Regions from separate parts of the Mus musculus genome. Here region 1 is linked to region 2. Evidence: chromatin contacts called from public Hi-C data. All regions are on one chromosome and are shown on one strand. Each heading gives the region's core, a stretch centred on a gene start, on an enhancer-like site or on the middle of the called end of the contact. The rest is flanking DNA. Distances are from core to core; before and after follow the strand shown.

Region 1 (2,700 bases), core at 86-2,585, 1.9 Mb before region 2:
TACCAGACAGTTTGGCTAAGTCTCGGGCCAGGCGGCTGCAATGTTTCTGGCCCTTATTGACTTCTTTAGCCTCATTTCTTCCCTGTTTCCTTTTTACCCACAAGGCTTTTCCTCACCTCTGGACCTCTGATGGTGTGAATCCTTCCCATTTCCTGTTAACTCCCTTCGCATGGGTGTGTCCTACCCACCCCTCCGGACTCAGCTTGCTGGTGTTCCCCATGGGTACCTATCTCCAAATTACCACTGTCAGATTTTCTGATTTCCCTCCCTTGGTCCTCACTTAACTGCTTAGGAGACTGGAGATAGCAGTCTGGTGGTGTGCACTGGGGGAGGAGGAGATAGTGTTGTGATGTCCATGTTCATTGCTTATTATGGGTTAGGCATCATTCTGAACATGTTGATACAAACTCACTTGATCTTCACAAGAATCTAGAGACAGCTTCTGTTTATACCTTCATTCTAAAGAAGATATTGTATGAAAGGGTTACATGCCTTGCTTGAAATAGCTAAGAATGTATGTTCAGGGCCTGGCCTCAACCCAGGCAATCTGTCTCCAGGGCTTACACACACATTTGCCAGGCGCCTGCCTCTCTACAGACAATAAAAGGAAAGTCTGCAGAGTGAAGTGCTGCTACCCCGGGGGAGGGTACAAAAGGACCCTCTGGGGTAAAAGAGGGAAACATGATCTTTTTATTTCTGATTATCTGATCTAAAAAAAACAAAACCAAAAAAACCACTTCAGTAATATGCAGCATACAGACTGACCAGGGACCCTTATCTCAGCTGAGGGTCAATCCATGTAAATCCATATTAGTACAATTTCATATTGTTCTGACTTCCTCAAAGAACCAAGCGGGCATCTGTTGCAGTGCTCGCTAAGTGGATTAATGCCCTAAGCGTTTTTGTCCTATTTAAACTAACGCTCATAGAGTGGATGAATTTTCAAAGAATCACATTCTAGAGGGTGTGGTGATGCTCGCTTGTAATCTCAGAACTCAAGGGGAGGAGGCAAAAAGATCAGTTCAAGATCCTCGTACACACAAGGAGTTCAAAGCCAGCCTAGGCTTTACTAGACTCTGTCTCAGAAAACAAAACAAAACAAAAAAAAAAAAAAATATATATATATATATATATATATATATATATATATATATATATATTTCATGCAGTGTACTACAGACGGGTCATCAAACCCAGGAATAGCACAGCCTGCAACGCCTCAGCGTTCCCGCGCATGCGCAGATCCGTGTTATCGCGGGGTAGAGGGTGGGGCCTTATAGCCGCATCCCTTTCCTTTCCCCCTCTTGTTTTTTTTTGGGGGGGAGGGGCAGGGGTTTACTGTCTCGCATTGTGATTGGACGAGCTATGGTCGGGGGTAAGCGATTGGGTGAAGTTTCTGCCTCTCTCCCAGAAATTTGCTCCGATTGGCTGAGATTCCGCGACGCGCTGTGAGGTCATCCGTACTGCGACGTCCGGCAGATTGTGGGGCTGGCAGCGCCCGGTTGTTATTGGCTGCTGTGCGGTCCGGGTCGCCCGGGATCCGGCCGCAGCGGGTTTCCTCGAGTTTGGAACCCAGGCTTGGTAACTTAGTAAGCAGCTAGGAGCAGTCAGTCCCCTGCAGATACAGAACACCGGGCTGTCTGTCTTGTGTTTCAGAGACGGGGTTTCTCACTCAAGTCACGCTCTGTCTGGGCAGCGAGCTGCTGAAGTCATCCTCCTGTCTCCGCCTTTCCAGCTCTGCGGTTTTCCACCACGCATGGTGCTGGAGATTGAAATCACGTCCTCCTGCCTTCATGGCTAGCCGTTTTCCCACCGAACTCTTTCCTTAGCCACCACTAGTCAAAGGCCAGTTGCTGGGCGGCCTTATTAACCGGTCTCTGGTGGCAGGAGAGGAACTTCAGGGGAAGTGTAACCAGCCAAAGGCTTTGCAAAGTTGGTCTGAAGTTCTGAGGCCTGTAGAAAGCGAATCGTACCCAACCACATTTTGTTATTGATCTTGTTTGGTTTTTTGTTTTTCCAAGGCAAAATCCTCTCTATAGTCTTGTTTGTCCTGGTTCTGACTTAAAAAAAACACCAGGTATGAACATGAGGCACATGTATACGTGCAGACAAAATACTCATGCACATCAAATACATATCTAACAAAACCACAAAATAATAATAAAAGTGGAGAGCTATTAGGAAGGCATGTAAGGTCGCCTGTGGCCTCCAGGAGTTCATGCAGAAATGTTATAAATTAGCTGGGCGGTGGTGGCACACGCCTTTAATCCCAGCATTTGGGAGGCAGAGGGAGGATTTCTGAGTTCGAGGCCAGCCTGGTCAACAAAATGAGTTCCAGGACAGCCAGGGATACAGAGAAACCCTGTCTCAAAAACCAAACAAACAAACAAACAAAAAGTTATAAATTTGTCAAAGTGGACCAACTGTCCTCAGAGAAATGAGAATACTTGTACACAAAAGTTTATAACAGCTGTGACCAGAAAGATGTACCCACCCTCATTAGTCCCCAGCTCATGTGTGTTGTTACTGGACCTGCGTGGGGAATGGGCGGGTGTGACTAAGGATCCCAGCAAATACAGTGGAATCCTTGGGGCTGACAACAGTTGCAGAGGTGATTGATGGTTGTGCTCTTGGGACATGAGGAAGGGACCATGAGCTAAGGGACTAACGATAAACTCGACAGCATTTGGATCTCTTAAG
Region 2 (2,815 bases), core at 185-2,684:
CCCTCTCCTACCCTCAATGGTCAACTTATTCTTCCTGCACTGGCCATTTTCTCTACTTCAGAGGACATAACACAGATGGCAGAGTTAAAGAGACCACTGACACACTTGCAAGGCAGGAAAAGACTTTGTAGCCTCTGGCTACTCATTTCTGTCTCCAAAATTCAGCAGACAAGTGTCCCCATCCTCACAAAGACTCTCTCCCCTCCACACCTCATCCTTAAAGCTGTCCCTGTCCTAGCTAGGGCAGCGTTAGAGGAGGTTGTACAAGAGTGGCTGTCCTAGAACTACCACTATGTCAGCCCAGTTCCCATCAAGAAAAAGCTAATGCTCACTCAATGTGTTCTTTCAAAACAAGACAACAACTGTATCAAGCAGAACCAGCCCATCTTGACTCACTCCAGTCCAGTGCATGGCAGGTTCAAGAACCCTGGTCTCAAACAGAGGTTAGAGGCCCACGTCTCTACCCAGCACTCAGGAACCAGACAGGTGAATCTCCGTGAGCTCGAGGCCAGCCAGCCTGGTTTACAGAGAGAGTTTGAGGACAGTCAAGGCTACATAGTTGAGACCCTATCTCAAAAAACAAGCCCCCACCCCCTGCCACTGTCATCCCGAACTCTGCTGTTCCTTCAGCTTGGGGTCGCCTTTGCTGACCTCCAGCTCACCAACAACCTCCTGTACTTGTCACTCCTGCCCAAGAGATGCACAAAACAGGGACAGAACGAAACAGACTCTCATATCAGGAGTCGGTCGTTCAGGGAGCCCCAGTCTGAGGTCCCAAAAGCCTGTGCTCCCTTCCCCATAGCAGGGGACAGTCCGGGAGATCAGGAAGAGGGAGTGGTCTAAAGAGAAGCCGGCGCCGGGAAGCCCACGGCCAAGAACTGTAAGAGCTGGTGGGGGAGCTGTCAAGAGAACCCCGGGTGGAACCTCTGGGAAGGGGGCGCGTGCGCCAAGGGGCGCGGATCTGCGGGGACCAGCGCGGCAAGTGCGGCCTGAGGACCGCGGCGGAAACTCGGGTGAGAGGCGCGCGGAGAACAGGGTGCCCGGGAGGGGGCTCGCGCGCCGCCGCACGGCCTGGAGGGTGGAGACCGGAGCCGGCGCCCGCGGGAGGCAGGGCGGAGCGAAGCCCAGCGCGGGGCCAGGGTGGCCGGCGCCCCTGGGCAGCGAGAGCCCCGCAGAACTTGAAGGGGCGGAGCGCGCGTCCGAGGAGAGCGTCCCGTGCGGTGACAGCGCGCGTCTCATCCCCCACCCGACCCGCTCACCTGGGCTCTCCGCTCGCAGCCGCCCGCAGGCAGCCCGGGCCCTCCACCTCCCAGTCCGGCCGCCCGCCGCCGCGCTCCTCCAGCGCCTCCTTTTGTTTGTCCCTCACTGCACCACTCTGCCTCCCCCGCCCCGGAAGTGACGTCACGGCCGGACGCACCCGCGGCATCCCGGCCGTCGCCATGTCTGTTAAGGGGAAAGCTTGAGGCGGCTTCACCCTACTCCCGTCCACGTGCCTGCGCCAAGCCACTTCGGGGCGGAAGTAACGGGACAGAACTAAGCCCCCTTAAAGGGACAGGGATCCCTGCAACTTAAGGGATGCGTTACTCTGGCCAGAGCGGCCAAGTGACCCAAGCTGACGCAAGTATCCGCTCACCTCCTTTGTTCGGGTTCCGATCGCCATTGGGCCAGCGTCCTCATACCTTTAGTGCTGCTCGTTAGCTGACTCGCTGCCCAAACTCTTCAGGTGCCCGCAAATGTAACTGCCCTGCTGATGCTGACGCGCGCCTCGACACGTCCGGCTTGCGACGGTTGTCCCTGAAAAGCCGCATAATTCCGAGTTAACTGAATGGCTTCTCCGCCGCCGCTGCAATAAACACAGTTGAACTAAATTTAAAGGTTTCTTGGGCGATTAGTCGCGCCCCGGCGAGTTCACTGTCTCACACTAGGAGATCTTTGAAGTCGTTGGACTGGACTGGGTTAGGAACTTTTTGTAGAAGAGGGGAGAGAGGTAGTGCCGTGCTTGAGAAGGTATTGGAGTTTAGGAATCTGGTAGGTGTGTCCTGAGTCCAGTGGTCACTTTGAAACTAAGTATCTGCTTTATCCAGTATTTTGCTCCGACTTTTGTAAGCAAGGGCTTCTGGTGGGGATCTCTTTGTCCGGTTCCCCGGCTTCTGGCTGGAGATAGAGGATTGGCAGAGGGTGTGAGGGGAATTCTCTATCGGGAAACCTCCAGCCTAACGTTAGCAGCGAATTTTGAGCTGAGCTGAGGATAAAACCACATCTTCAGAACCAAGCCTCCAGACGCTAGCTGTGTGTGTGTGTTAATCTTCCCGGGTCCTCATAATTCCCAGGCTAACTGTAGTAATCCTTAGGTTGGGAAATTGTTCAGCTATTAAAACAAAGTGTTTCATGTACTCCAGTATGGGACGAGTTCCAGTAGCTTACGTGAAAGAAGAAAGGCAGGGAGCACAGCAATGAGTTTTTGTGGAGTTGGGTATCAGTGGTGTGTGCACCAGCTGACTAATATACACAGGCTGTACAGATGACCCTTCCCTCACTGAATGATCTCCGCCCCCTTTTACAGTGACAGGACCTCTGGAAGAGCAGTCAGTGCTCTTAGCTGCTGAGCCATCTCTCCAGCCCAGCCCCTTAACCTTAAATTTATATAAAGAGAAAGGGGGATATAAGTATATTTATCCACATACTAAGGTATATTTAGTTTCAAACTTTAAAAATAATAATAATTTCAACTTCAAAGATAATGCTTTTTTTTTCTGTTGCCAAAAAGCATTTTGCCCTGGGAAAGATATACCCTGCTAGTCCACAAAAGAATCCA

What was found. Hi-C and Micro-C count contacts between places; a contact is called where the count stands out from the background.
Region 1: a Hi-C map of B cells shows a contact between it and region 2, with 6 read pairs. The contact joins the enhancer-like site here to the promoter of 1700084E18Rik in region 2. A contact is called at or near these places in 3 of 39 promoter capture datasets (liver and pre-B cells), 1 of 484 Hi-C or Micro-C datasets (B cells) and 1 of 115 datasets of contacts at active chromatin or transcription factors (embryonic stem cells).

The regions. Positions count from the first base shown.
Region 1 is chr2:32,136,731-32,139,430 of GRCm38.p6, reverse strand. No RefSeq gene overlaps it. Among named protein-coding and RNA genes, the nearest start is that of Prrc2b, 13 kb to the left of the region's middle. Within about 2 kb of position 1,335, at least 337 of the 459 cell types and tissues checked have an H3K27ac peak or open chromatin away from gene starts, as enhancers often do. A contact at or near this core is called in B cells and embryonic stem cells, where this site is marked.
Region 2 is chr2:30,236,250-30,239,064 of GRCm38.p6, reverse strand. It overlaps 1700084E18Rik (RIKEN cDNA 1700084E18 gene), which reads left to right and starts at 1,434. Exons shown (of 1, transcript NR_028299.1): 1 at 1,434-1,868. It overlaps Lrrc8a (leucine rich repeat containing 8A VRAC subunit A), which reads right to left and starts at 1,296. Exons shown (of 4, transcript NM_177725.4): 1 at 1,260-1,296.